2 separate regions of the Oryzias latipes genome follow, and region 1 is linked to region 2. A link is a contact called in public Hi-C data. All regions are on one chromosome and are shown on one strand. The core of a region is the stretch at or near the end of the contact, and the rest is flanking DNA. Distances in the headings are between cores, read along the strand shown. Region 1 holds the start of hps1 (Hermansky-Pudlak syndrome 1 protein). Region 2 holds the start of pyroxd2 (pyridine nucleotide-disulfide oxidoreductase domain-containing protein 2).

What was found. Hi-C and Micro-C count contacts between places; a contact is called where the count stands out from the background.
Region 1: a contact with region 2 is called in a Hi-C map of embryo, with 2.1 times the contacts expected there. The contact joins the promoter of hps1 here to the promoter of pyroxd2 in region 2. A contact is called at or near these places in 2 of 5 Hi-C or Micro-C datasets (embryo and fibroblasts).

What each region holds. Positions count from the first base shown.
Region 1 is chr15:22,918,618-22,924,619 of ASM223467v1, forward strand. It overlaps hps1 (Hermansky-Pudlak syndrome 1 protein), which reads left to right and starts at 2,092. Exons shown (of 18, transcript XM_023963410.1): 1 at 2,092-2,269; 2 at 3,045-3,226; 3 at 3,335-3,469; 4 at 3,830-3,972; 5 at 4,062-4,170; 6 at 5,613-5,779; 7 at 5,918-6,002. The coding sequence starts at 3,110.
Region 2 is chr15:22,778,508-22,784,596 of ASM223467v1, forward strand. It overlaps pyroxd2 (pyridine nucleotide-disulfide oxidoreductase domain-containing protein 2), which reads right to left and starts at 3,444. Exons shown (of 16, transcript XM_004077383.4): 1 at 3,292-3,444; 2 at 2,902-2,921; 3 at 2,732-2,825; 4 at 2,376-2,449; 5 at 2,140-2,295; 6 at 1,843-1,996; 7 at 1,695-1,756; 8 at 1,514-1,611; 9 at 1,298-1,439; 10 at 230-364. The coding sequence starts at 3,418.

The DNA of each region.
Region 1 (6,002 bases), core at 842-3,341, 140 kb after region 2:
GATTTGTCCATGTGGCAGGAAAGCCAGCAGGACGCCTTCTGGTTCTGTCCAACCAGAGGGAGGCCCTAACCATGCTAAAGGGATTGTATCTGTTGACTGGCCTGGGAACACTTTGGTATCTCTCAGTAGAGCTGGAAGAGGTGACCAGGAAGATAAAGGCCTGGGTATCCTTCTTAGATTGCTGTCCTTGCAACCCAAGACCAAATAAATAAACAATACGGGTGAGGATGGAATCAGCTTCAAATATTGAAATTTGGCGCCATCTTGTGGATGATTTTGGTCAATTGTTGATGCATGGATTTTCCTCCACAGCCACACATCACCATATAAAAAAACGTCTAATTTACATCTCTTTATGAAAATATAAAAAAAAAGAAAATAAAATGTGTAAATTTTTAAATTAGATTTATTTATGACATTTGTGAACTAAGAGTGTACAAGGGAATTTTTCCTTCTACTGCACACAGTGTGTATTGGGTAATGTCAAACCTGTTGGGTTTATTGCCAACAGCATTCAAAATGTATTTACCTGTCCTGCACACATGGCCGTGGTGCAGCGGTAGGGCGGTCGACCAATGATTGTAATATTGCAGGTTCGATTCCCGCCTTGCACACCCATGTGTCGAAGTGTCCTTGGGCAAGACACTGAACTCCACCTTGCCTCTGGTGTGTGAATGTGTGTGTGAATGGGTGAACGGGTCTGTGACTGTAAAGCACTTTGGGCCTTGTAGGTAGAAAAGCTCTATATAAGTATACGCCATTTACACATCAAAACAATTTTAGTTTAAAAATTGAATCTGTGTGGAAAGGTTCTTTTGTATAGACCTATGTCTATATTATATTTATTGATGTTACATTTTTATTGTATTTCAGCAATAAAATTGTTGGTTTATGCTCTCATTGGACCCCACTTTTTTGGTTGTGTCTTTAAAATAAAGTAACTGTTTTCTTATGAACTTTTTGCAATTTTTCACAGACGGTTCCCTCATTTAGTGGGAAAGCTAAAAATAAAAGAGTTCAAAGCTTCATCTGTTCCAGCATTAGCTGTCAGGTTGAAAAATACCAAAGTAGTGCAGCAGCATCTCCGTCATGTGGCTTACGTCAAGCCCCAGCACATGACTGGGTCAGCATTCTTCAAGCTCCTGGAAAAAAACTTTGAAAAAAAGGTTAATCTTTTCAGCATTTCGTATATTTCAGATCCATTTCTATTTTTTCCTTTGAGTTCTCTGTTTTACGATAACGTGGAGTTTAAAAAAAAAAGTACAGAGCACGTGTCAATCAATTTCTATAGAAATAAAATAGTAAACAAACAAAATACAAGGTTGGTTTTGAAGAAAAATGCTAACAATTTGAATAAATTATGAGTTTGCATTTCTAGTTAATTTGTTTTAGTTAACTTTTAACATTTATGTTTAGATTTTTAACATGAGCAAAACTATGGTGGTATGGTCTAATGTCAGAATGGTTAGTTTTAGAATAAGTTTAATTCTGCTGCACAACAGTGAAACAGTGGTTACGTTTTATAGAACCGCATAGTTACGTGTTTAGATTATTAATTATTAATTGCTCTGTAGACAAATGTTGTCATGTCTTTATTCAAAATTAAAACGAGAAAAAGGATGAATTTACATCATTATCATAATGATATATTTTTCTCTTTTTTTTGTTTTTTTGCAGCTGGAAGATTTTTATAGGGTGCCTTTTATTTTGAAAGGAAGATAAAAAAAAAGGTTAATTGTTCAAAATAGAAGAATATAACATTGTCATAATTCAATTGTTGTAAACATTCAAAAGCAACAATTTATAAATGACTAGCATAATGGCCTCAAATATCTAAATAAAGGGTAGTTTGCTGAACCTTGCCACTTTTTCTGGGTTTCAGTCAGTAGGAAATTAGCCCAAAAGGTTCTTTTAGCCTTAAAGGTTGCAGACCCCTGGTATGGTCTTTTGTTGTTTTCTTTGTTATGGTTTCAGGGAAACTATCAGAGTAGATTTAGTAGAATGTTTTCAAATACTTGTGTTTTATTTAAAAAAAACAAAAACAGAATAATTCAGACCCTCAGAGCAGACTTCCTGTTTGCCGCTGACAGCTCATGTGGTCACGTGACTTTTGGTTTCGCGTCGGTGCGGAAGGAAACGAGCTGCACCGACGCTGCAGCCCGAGGAGAAAACTTTGACGAACGACTGGAAAAAGGGAAGAAACCAGCATTTCTGGATAGACGAGGAGCCTGACTGAGATGCTGGGAGCGTCCAGCACGGAGACTAAAGAGTGAGTCCTGGAGGCACTGACTTTCAATAGGACTTTGATGAAAAAATACGCAATGGAAGCTTCACGTTTAACAGCTAACTAACTAAGAAAAATACTTTTCTGTAGTTTGCCTTTGTTTGTTCCCATTACTTCTAAACAATTTCAGACTAAAGAGAAGACTGTAATCAGAAAGACAGGTCACAGAATCAGCAGGTTTGATTAAAAAAGCTTCTCATCAGCCGACAGATGAGGGATGATGGGAACAATTTGTAAATAAAAAAAAAATATTGTATTGTTTTTCTTTAAAAACTATTCAGAATACTAAGTAAAATATGTGTTAAAATATCAGACTAGAGGTTCTTAACTTTGGGGTTAAAAAAATGATAAAGCGTAAGGAAGGAAACGGCTCCTTCCATTTAGTTTTTTGTTTTTGTTGTTTTGTTTTACTAATTTTTGTTCATTTTAAAACAGGAATTCTTCGTTAAAATTGTTTTAAACTGCACTTTTCTACGTTAAAAAGGAAGAAAAACAATAATGTAATAAAAAGGAATCTACTTAATTTATAAAAGATCTTTTTTGACAGTTATTTCTAATATTGTCATCTTTGATTGCATGTTTTGCATCACAGTGGACTGTGTTGCTCCCATTATTTTTGAAAGTTCTTTTTTTATTTTTAGTGTAAGATTCATATCATTTGTTTATTGAGTGAACATACTTCAGCAATGATTTACTAGCCTGCGCTTTCCTGTCTACATTTGATGTCTTTAGCCTTTTTATACTTCTGTTTTTTTTACAGCCTAATGTGAACACAGCTGGGAAGAGGTTTTATTTAAGCGGGACTCAAGAGCATCTGTGGTCCAGATGAAGTGCCTGCTGATAGCCAGTGAGAGCGCAGAGATCCTCTTTCACTGGACCGATCAGGAATTTCAGCAGAATGTCCAGGAGAAGTACAGCTCGTCCCAGGAAGAGGGCGAGGGGGTGAGGAGGAGGAAAACTTCATGCAAATAGACTTTTATGCGTTTTGTGACTCCCAAGGTGTCATGTAGATTTACAACCAATCTCTTTGTTTAATTGCATTCCTCATAGCTTCCAGCCTTTGAAGACATCATTAGCACTCTGTTTGCCCCCATCATTATCTCCTGCGGCACCATGGTGTACAGACAGGGTGACAGCTACACCTCCTTCACCACAGAGAACAACCACATCTACGCACTGTGCCAGGTAAAATGAGAGCAGCATTTAAAGATGAAATCTCTTGACACTAATCCATTGTTTGTTCTTTTTTTATTTTATTTTTTAGTTTTTGTAAGACCGTTATTAGGAAATCATTTTGGCCTAGAAATGTTTTTGACTTTAGGGCAGTAAGCTGAGAGCAGGCCTCTCTTTTTAGTAGGCCGTCACGTTAGTCATGTGAGTTTTGTAGAGGAATGAAGTAAAGCTTTATCCTCTTGAGGCGCCTGACCCAGTAATCCACTTCCAACACTTGTTTGACATTCACTCCTTGCAAATCCTAGAGCGGCTTTTTTCGCTCTTTTCCATTTTATTCCTGAGCCCGATTGTGACATTTTTTTTCCTCCTCAGTTCGATGAGTGTCTCTACATTGCTGTGAACGGTGACGGTGAGGAGAAGGAGGATGATTTGAGGAGAAAGCTCTATGTGCTGAGAAAGATGACTGAAGTGATGTTTGGCATGGTGACCCTCAGCGGTAGCCTCCTCAGAAAAGAGTAAAACACCGTTTTGTGCAGCAATTTAACTCCTGCCGGTGCACGCTGGAGCTTTTGGTTGATGTAAAATCTGTATTGTTTGTTTCCAGACTGCGTCCTCAGGATACAGAACAAAGAGTGAGGCTGTGGAAACATCTGCAGAGCCTCGTAGAGACCTACAACTACCTCAGAGAGAGTGACCAGAGTTTCTTAGTGGAGGTCAATAAGTACATTGTTAAAGTGTCCCCTCGCTACAACGTGGTTCACCTTCTGGCTGTATCACAGATTTTTTAACAACACAATTTTGCATTCTTTTTTTGTTTCAACACATTAGGTTCTGCGTCCTGGTTGGCTGTAGACCATTGTGTATCAATCTCTTCTGCTTTGTCTTTTGCACAGTACAGAATAAGTTCAGTTTGCCAAATTTACATAAATCTGTAATTGCAGGCAGATCGTGGTTTTCATTAGATAATACTGCACTTATTTTCGTTTAAACTATGAGAGTTTAAACAAGAAAATCTTATTGTCTGTCTGAGAAAAGTGTATAAAATGTGTAGTGAGGGTTTTACAGCATTATATTCATCGTAAAAAAAGATGACTTCTTCACTGATCTTCTCTATTGCGTATTTATTGTAGAATGTAAGTCATACGATAACCGTGGGACCACTGTACATACAAGTGGGTTACACAAGTAAAAATCCATTAAACAAATTGTGCCTTTTGCACTAGTTAAAAAGACACTACTCATTTGTGAAAGGTTTGTTTACTGTTGGGCCATAAAGTTGGTAAAAAAACAAATGTTTGTTTGGTGTGAATTGTTACTTTGACCTTCTTGAGCAGATTTATCTGAAACCAATCATTTTTGTAGCGTTGTCAGTCCTGTGCAAAGCCTTAAAAGGACTTCTGATAGTTTATTTTTCCCTTCCCACTCCCATCATCCTTTGATCGATTTTAAAAGCTCTCCCTTCCAAAATAAAAAAAAATCTGTGTCATTTTCTAGGATATAGTTTCTGCAGAGCGGCAGGATTATTTTATTTTATTTTTTTATAAATTTCCCTCTAATTTGTGGGCAAAAATACATTTAAATATCAGCTCAATCTCTAGATGTTCCAAACGAACCTCACTCTATTGCCAAAAGAATTCACTCTCTCATCCAAACAAGTAAATTCTGTTTTTTTGTGGCCACATTTGTGCAAATTCCTACACTGAGGCATGTAGACTGCTTCCCCAAACAATGCTGCTGTGATAGGATCTCACCTGGCTAATCATTACATAATCGCTACCTATTGAGAACTCCAGCAGCTCAGCCGTGAAGTTGGAGACAAGTAAACTCAGTCTCATCATGTGCATAGATCACCAACTTTCTGCAGAGTCAATCACTATACACCTCTGATCTGTGGAATGCATGGACTGAGTTTCAGTGGCTGTGCAGATACTTCCCCTTTCATAAACTGAGGTCAACTGTGTTTTTAGTCTGATGGAATGAATCTCCTGAATTTTAATTAAGTTCTTGGACTATGTGCTATTCCCATAAATTCATTGTAACATTGAATATTCAGCATTCTTGTACCTTTTGTGGTTTGTGGCTGCTTGTGTAGAAATCTTGTTTTCATTTCAGTTGTGTTATGAATTTTCTTTCGGTTTTGTCCCTTCTTTCTCAGGCAGTGGAGAGGCTAATCCACCCCACGCTGTGTGAGCAGTGCATCGAGTTCCTGGAGCGCCGTTTAGTTCAGCAGATCAATAGCTCATCACTAGTGGAGAGAGCAGGAGAGGAGGTGCTGCACACCTTCATCCTAGTTCACACCAAACTGCTCGCTTTCTACTCCAGGTGCCTGTTTTCCATAGAGTTCATGTCGTTGCCTGAACTCTTCTCAACATCTAAATTCTTATTTGTGCACACAGAGGAGATATTTTCAGAAAAAAAGGACATGTATTTACTTTCATTTCCTTTCCATTTCCACTTTAGCCGCACTGCAAGCACACTCAACACCTCTGACCTTTTAACCCTCATCATCATGGCGCAGAATATGTATCCCAGCAACGTAGAACTG
Region 2 (6,089 bases), core at 2,194-4,693:
GGAACCCCAGAAAATAAGTTCATGGTGTGGCCACATTTTAAGGTGGCACACCAAACTCGTTCAGTGTCCTTGATTCAATTCAGCCTTTATTGGTTTAAGAATATAAGACAGTAAATTTTAAAAGCATAAAAACTTTTGAAAAGCACGCAACCTTTTACATTTTTCAATCAAACATTGCAAAAACTAATTTCAAGTAGTTTTTAAGCAAAATCCCAATTTAAAGACTTACCTGTGGTGTGAGATTCCTAAAGGTAACATATGGGGTAGCATTTGACAAAACAACTTTACTGTTGATCTCTGTGCCGTCCTTTAACGCAACTCCCTTAGCAGATCCATCAGAACCGACAAGAATCTGCTCCACATCCTGCCAAGGACATTTTAAAAATGGGCTTAGCATACAGTTTCCTTAAGAGGGCCTCACATTCTTCTCAAACATTCCTCCAAACATTCCTCCACATAAGCAGATTTACTCAGAAATCCCCAGAAGTGATACAGTTACAAAGAAAACATTTGAAATGTTGTAACAGACTTGCAGGAAAAATCAGTAGTAATACAAAAACAATATGAGTTCAATTTATTAACTTAAAATTTGGCTAAAACTGTCAAATCATATTTCAATGTCTTTTCAAAGCGTTTCCAGTGGTCTTTTAATGGTGACTATGCTTTTTTTTTCCAAAATCTAAAATATTGCATCGCTTTATAAGTCATATTTTCTGCAGAAGAGTAACCGAAGTTACCCTGTCCGCCCTCCCCATCACCCTTAACTGAGCTATCTGTTTACAATCTTTTCCGCTGGCTTACAGCCCCCCACACCTCCAACCTAACATTACCGGTGCAACAAAAATGCCAAGTAATATTGGATCTATCAAGGCATACAGTTTTGAGTCAGATCCCAGCTCAAACGAGGAAAACAAAGACCCATATGGATCTAGTCGTCTACAAGCGGATGCATCAGAATGGAGAGGAGCGGGGAGCTCGTAGCCCACTCGTTGCATTTTCTATGACACAAATGCAGTCTTTTATAAATGGCATTTCTTTAATCTGCTCCTGATTAAAAACATTTGAATAAAGAAATACTCAGAAAAATGCTGTTTTAAGCTTAATTTGTATGTCCTTCATCAGACAAATGCCACAAGAACATGTTTAAAATTACAAAAATATAGTTTTCATGTGTATGTAGGTATTTAAAAAAACTTTTTCCACTGAATTTAGAGACTAAGGATGTTAAAAATTTGAAATGAATACTGTGAACTCATAAATAACACAGAAAATCATCATAATCCATAAAAAACATTACCTTCTCAGTGAAAATGTCAACACCATGAGATCGAGCTGCTCTAGCCATCGCCTGAGAAACGCCTCCCATGCCTCCCTCCACATAGCCCCATACGCCCTTCTCCTTCTCCAGCTCCCCCATCACATGATGTAAGAGAACATACCTGTAAAGCCAACAAATCAGTGGCAGGGTATAAAGAGATCATTTATGTTTAGAATTGTTTTAAGAATATCTCACCCACTACCAGGATTACTAGGACTGGTCATTGCTCCTATCACACCATCAGTAGCCAGAGTTGCCCTTAGGGGCTCCGATTCAAACCAGCGAAAGAGAATCTTTGAAGCACAACTTAAGTTAGCCATTTCAAAAGCAAAAAAAGGAATATCTCATACTTTTTTGCAAACAAGGAATGGCAAACCTTCGTAATTGGTGCAGTTAAAATCTCGTAAAAATCTGGAACATTCCTCCCAAGTTTTAAACCTTTGAGGAACACCCAAAAAAGGAATATATGCTTCAAATGTATCAAAGGAAAATGCAGTTTTTGAAATGCATTTCCATTAACACACCACATTTAAGAATTGGCATTAGAGTCTTGGCTGCAGACAGTCTTTTCTTCAGGGATCCAGTTGTTACACCTGGAATATCTACAGGTGAACTGTCCAGCAGAGGGTGGATAGCTCCTGCTAGCTTTTCAAGATGTGCAGTGAACTCTGGGTAAACCTGTGAAGAATGTGGATGGGCAAAAGATCACAAGGAGGTGGATTTATAACATTTTCATCTGAAGTAAAAGGCACATATACAGTCCAAGTGCAATGCAAAGTTATGAAAAATACTTCAAAAGCACTGTTTGATGACTGAATCACCTTAGCATCCTTTTGTGAAAACTTGCCAATCTCCCTCTGGTTGCTGGCCAGATCTGAGCCCAGAATGAGGGATCGCGGTGGGGCGCCTCTCACCCCATCTTCCAACATAGGAGTGAAAGCATGAGGGTCTCTCAAGTACACCTTAAGCCCGTGTTTCTATGTATTTGAAGCACACACACACACAAAAAGTAAACTTTCACCATCACCTGGACAGAAAACAATGTACTTGCCTTTACCTTCAGCTCTAGGTCTCTAATTATGTGAGGGCGTAATAAACTGAGCAGGTAGGAGCACCTGGAGAAGTGGAATCCTGCATACAGACGTGTTATTACTCAGAGAGAGCAAGTGGAACATCCTAATCTCATCAAATTTAAGTTCCACGTGAACTTTGAGCTTCATTCATGTCAGAAAGTGTAACCAACCAGGCAGAAAATGTGCCAACATGATGGGAAATATAAACTGCTGCTTGAAAAAAAATGTTGCATAACCAATGTAAATATTAACATAGGGGGGTATAATTTAAATGTTTTTAAATAATCTTTGTCTTGTCTTAAAGAAATGATCCGTTATGTGGAACCTGTAAGATCCATACCAGGGAAGATCTCCTCTGTGACAGCTGCTCCTCCAAGCACATGTCTGCGCTCCAAAACAGCTGTCTTCACCCCTCCTTTCTGAAGATACGCTGCCTGCGCACACGCTCATCTTTACTCAGTGATGGACAAAACGTACAGTGAGTTTTGAAAAAGTAGTGCTTGAACTCACTGCCACGAGTCCATTGTGTCCTGGAAGAAAACAAAACAACCCCAAAATAATCAGTTTTCCTATTGAATAATTATATTAAAACATTTTCCAGTGAAGCAGAATAAAAAAGTTGCTTTGCGCAAAAGTTATTTAATAACAAAGGCCATAGAGTTCAGAGTTGCGTAATGGCAAGTTGAAGCAATATGCACCAAAATCTTATAACAGAACCAGTTTCTACATATTTTTAGACGTTTTTCTGTCATTTTGTTGATGAAAAAGTGCCCCGATGGTCATCAGCAAACGTGTTAAACATTCATTGTGCAGCTTCTTCTTTCTTCTAAAAGTGGCGCGCAGCTGAGCTACCACAACACAGCGGCATCTTTTCCCCTCAATGCAGTCCATGGAGCTCACCTCCTCCGACGACCAGCGCGTCATAACGGGATTTTGGCGTGGTATGTGTTGCCCTGCATCCCGTCCCTGTTCCCAAAAGAGACACAGACCTGCGTCCTCGATCGATGCGCGCCGCTGCTGCAGCCATGTCGACGGTTTGAGACGCGCTGAAAAGCCACAGTCCCGCCTCCATATGGAGCCCCACAGAGAAACTAGTGCAAAAACGATCACATAGAGATTTTTGTTTTAAATAAATGATTTTGGAATTTTTGGTTATGGAAAATAATTAGCTTTTCATGGAGCAGGATGCAAAACATAGCGAAGATAAGCTGCATCCAACTTAATTTGCATGTTTTAATCCGACACAGATAAAAAGTTAAAAAAAATAGAAGAAGAAAATAAAACATTTAGAGGTCTGCTCAAAACAATTTTTTTTTAAATTCCTTATCATTAAACGTTGAGAAGGAGACAGAAATCAGGTAAATCTGTTATTCTGCTTTTGACCACAGGAGGGCGAAATTGACCTTCTGACACTGGGAAACCATGTTCTGATCCTGAGGCCGGATCGGTCAGTGGGACTGATGGAGGACAGTTAGACAGACAGACATGCATAGTGAAAAAAAAAATAAAAGCAGTCTTAACAAGGAACAAACCAGCATTCTGCTTGTGCCTGTCCCAAGCCCGGTAAATGTAGTGTCAGAAGAGCATTCAAAATAAAACGTGTAAAATGGATAAATCAAATGATATGATGATTGTTTGACTTGCACCCCCCGATGTTCTACGCACACCCCATAGTGGGGCTGGCTATATCCGGGCCAGTCTGATCCAAATTACAAGGGAACTTGCACTTTTAGCAAAGCTCCAATTAACCAATAACCCCAGACAAAAAATTATGAAGTTAACAGGCTTTAATAGAGGAGTTCTGCAGTTTTATTGCCATAGAAGGAAAGACCTTCTGTGGCCCTCAGTTCTTGTTGAGGGGAGTTTTTAGCTGTCTGTGTACTCCTGTAATGGTCCAGGAGCAGGCGGAGAGGTTGGGTGGAGTTGTCAAAGACACTTTGCAGTTTTTGAAGCATCCTTCTCTCCATCCCTGTCTCTAAGGAGTACAGCTTCATTCCCAGCACGTCCCAGGCCTTGCAGAACAGTTTATTCAGTCCGTTTGAGTCTGCGGCCCTCATAACAAACAAGATGGCACTAGACACCACAGACTCAAAAAACATCCTCATCATAGATGTTAAATGACCTGGGCCTCCTCAGGAAGTAGAACTGCTCTGACCTTTTTTCCGCTGTTTCACTGTGTTCAAGGTTTTATCAGTAAAGTCTCAAGACAAAGAAAGCTCTTTGATTTTATACAGATCAAGCTTGGGAGAACCATATTTAAGGAATGCAGTGATGACTTCAAAGACTATATGTGGTCTTTTACTCAATGTGTTTTCCTTTTTTTCCCACTGGTTTGAGTTCTATCAAGGTATAAGGACCTGTCTTAAGAGCTTTAAGATGAGCTCTTAAGGCGAAATGGTCTCCTAGTGTTGCTGTTGAAGATGTCGTGTTGACCTAGTGGTTCATCTTCCATGCAATAATGAGTTAAGAGGCCATACATCAATTGTGTGGACGGATAAACAGAGATCCATAGAGCGGACGGCTTCAGAGTGGGAGCTCGTTGGCTGGGATAACAGGAATAGAGGATGATGATTAGAGCAAAAACAACTAAACACAGCAGAACATTAGTAAATTATCTTCTCATCTTGCCTCTATAATGTGGATTTTTAACTATGTTTTGCTTAGACAGTGTAAAACAACTCCTGGGGTTTGTATAGATTGTGCACTCTCTTGGTAGGGAGAATGAAATGGGGTTTTATGATGATCTAGAGTTTCCTTCGAGACTTAAAATTCCTTTCTCCCTTGGCATATTAGAGTAGCATTACTTTCAGAGAAGAGGAATGATCCTAATAAGCTGTCTGCTTGGTTTTCCTAAAAGGAGTGTCTGCGGAAAATAGGCAATCAACCATAACAAGATCACAGAATACAGACTGGAGATTTTGTTCTTGTAAGCAGAAATTAACACTTCATTCCCCTTTGTCTGCAGAAATTCAACACTGCAGCCCTTGAAGGCCCTTCCAGGCAATAAAACAGAAAATTCAATTAAGCTCTAGCAGCTCCGGACCAAGATGCAATTAACCCTTTTTGTGATAAGATAGCATCAAAGATGTTGGCTCCCTTAACACCATTTTTAATAAAAAATGGCTTTTAAATCCCCAAAATATAGTTATTCTGTTTAATATTTATTTAAAAAATCACAAAATCCTTTTTATTTCAAAATGGCAGTTTTTGTTACAAATATGTTTTTTTCTGTGGATGGATTTGTATCTTTAGCTACTACAGTTGTCTATTCCAGTTAGTCCAGCATTTTTCCATTGAAATCTTAATTGGCTGTGGTTGTAAGCTTTGTCCAAAAGACCTCTCACAGGCTGACCGCCAGTCGGAATATGCAAAGAGTTGGTATAATCTATAAAGAATAATTTACCTTGTATAAATGGTTCCATATTTGAACTGCTTGTTTTGGCAGATGACTCGCAACAATCTGATGTCTCTTATACCCCAAGATAAGTAGATTTCCTGTGATGTCAATAAGATGGGAGTTGTTTTAATAAATGCTGATCTAAAAACTAGAGATCAGAAGGCTCTTGAATGTCAGTTCTTTATGAAAACTGCTGTAATTCTGGAACTGTGTCTGCAGTATATAAACTGGTTTAAAGAATTAATGAATTTTATTAAGATTTTTGTTCAACTGTTCAACTTAAAATCTTGAATATTACTGG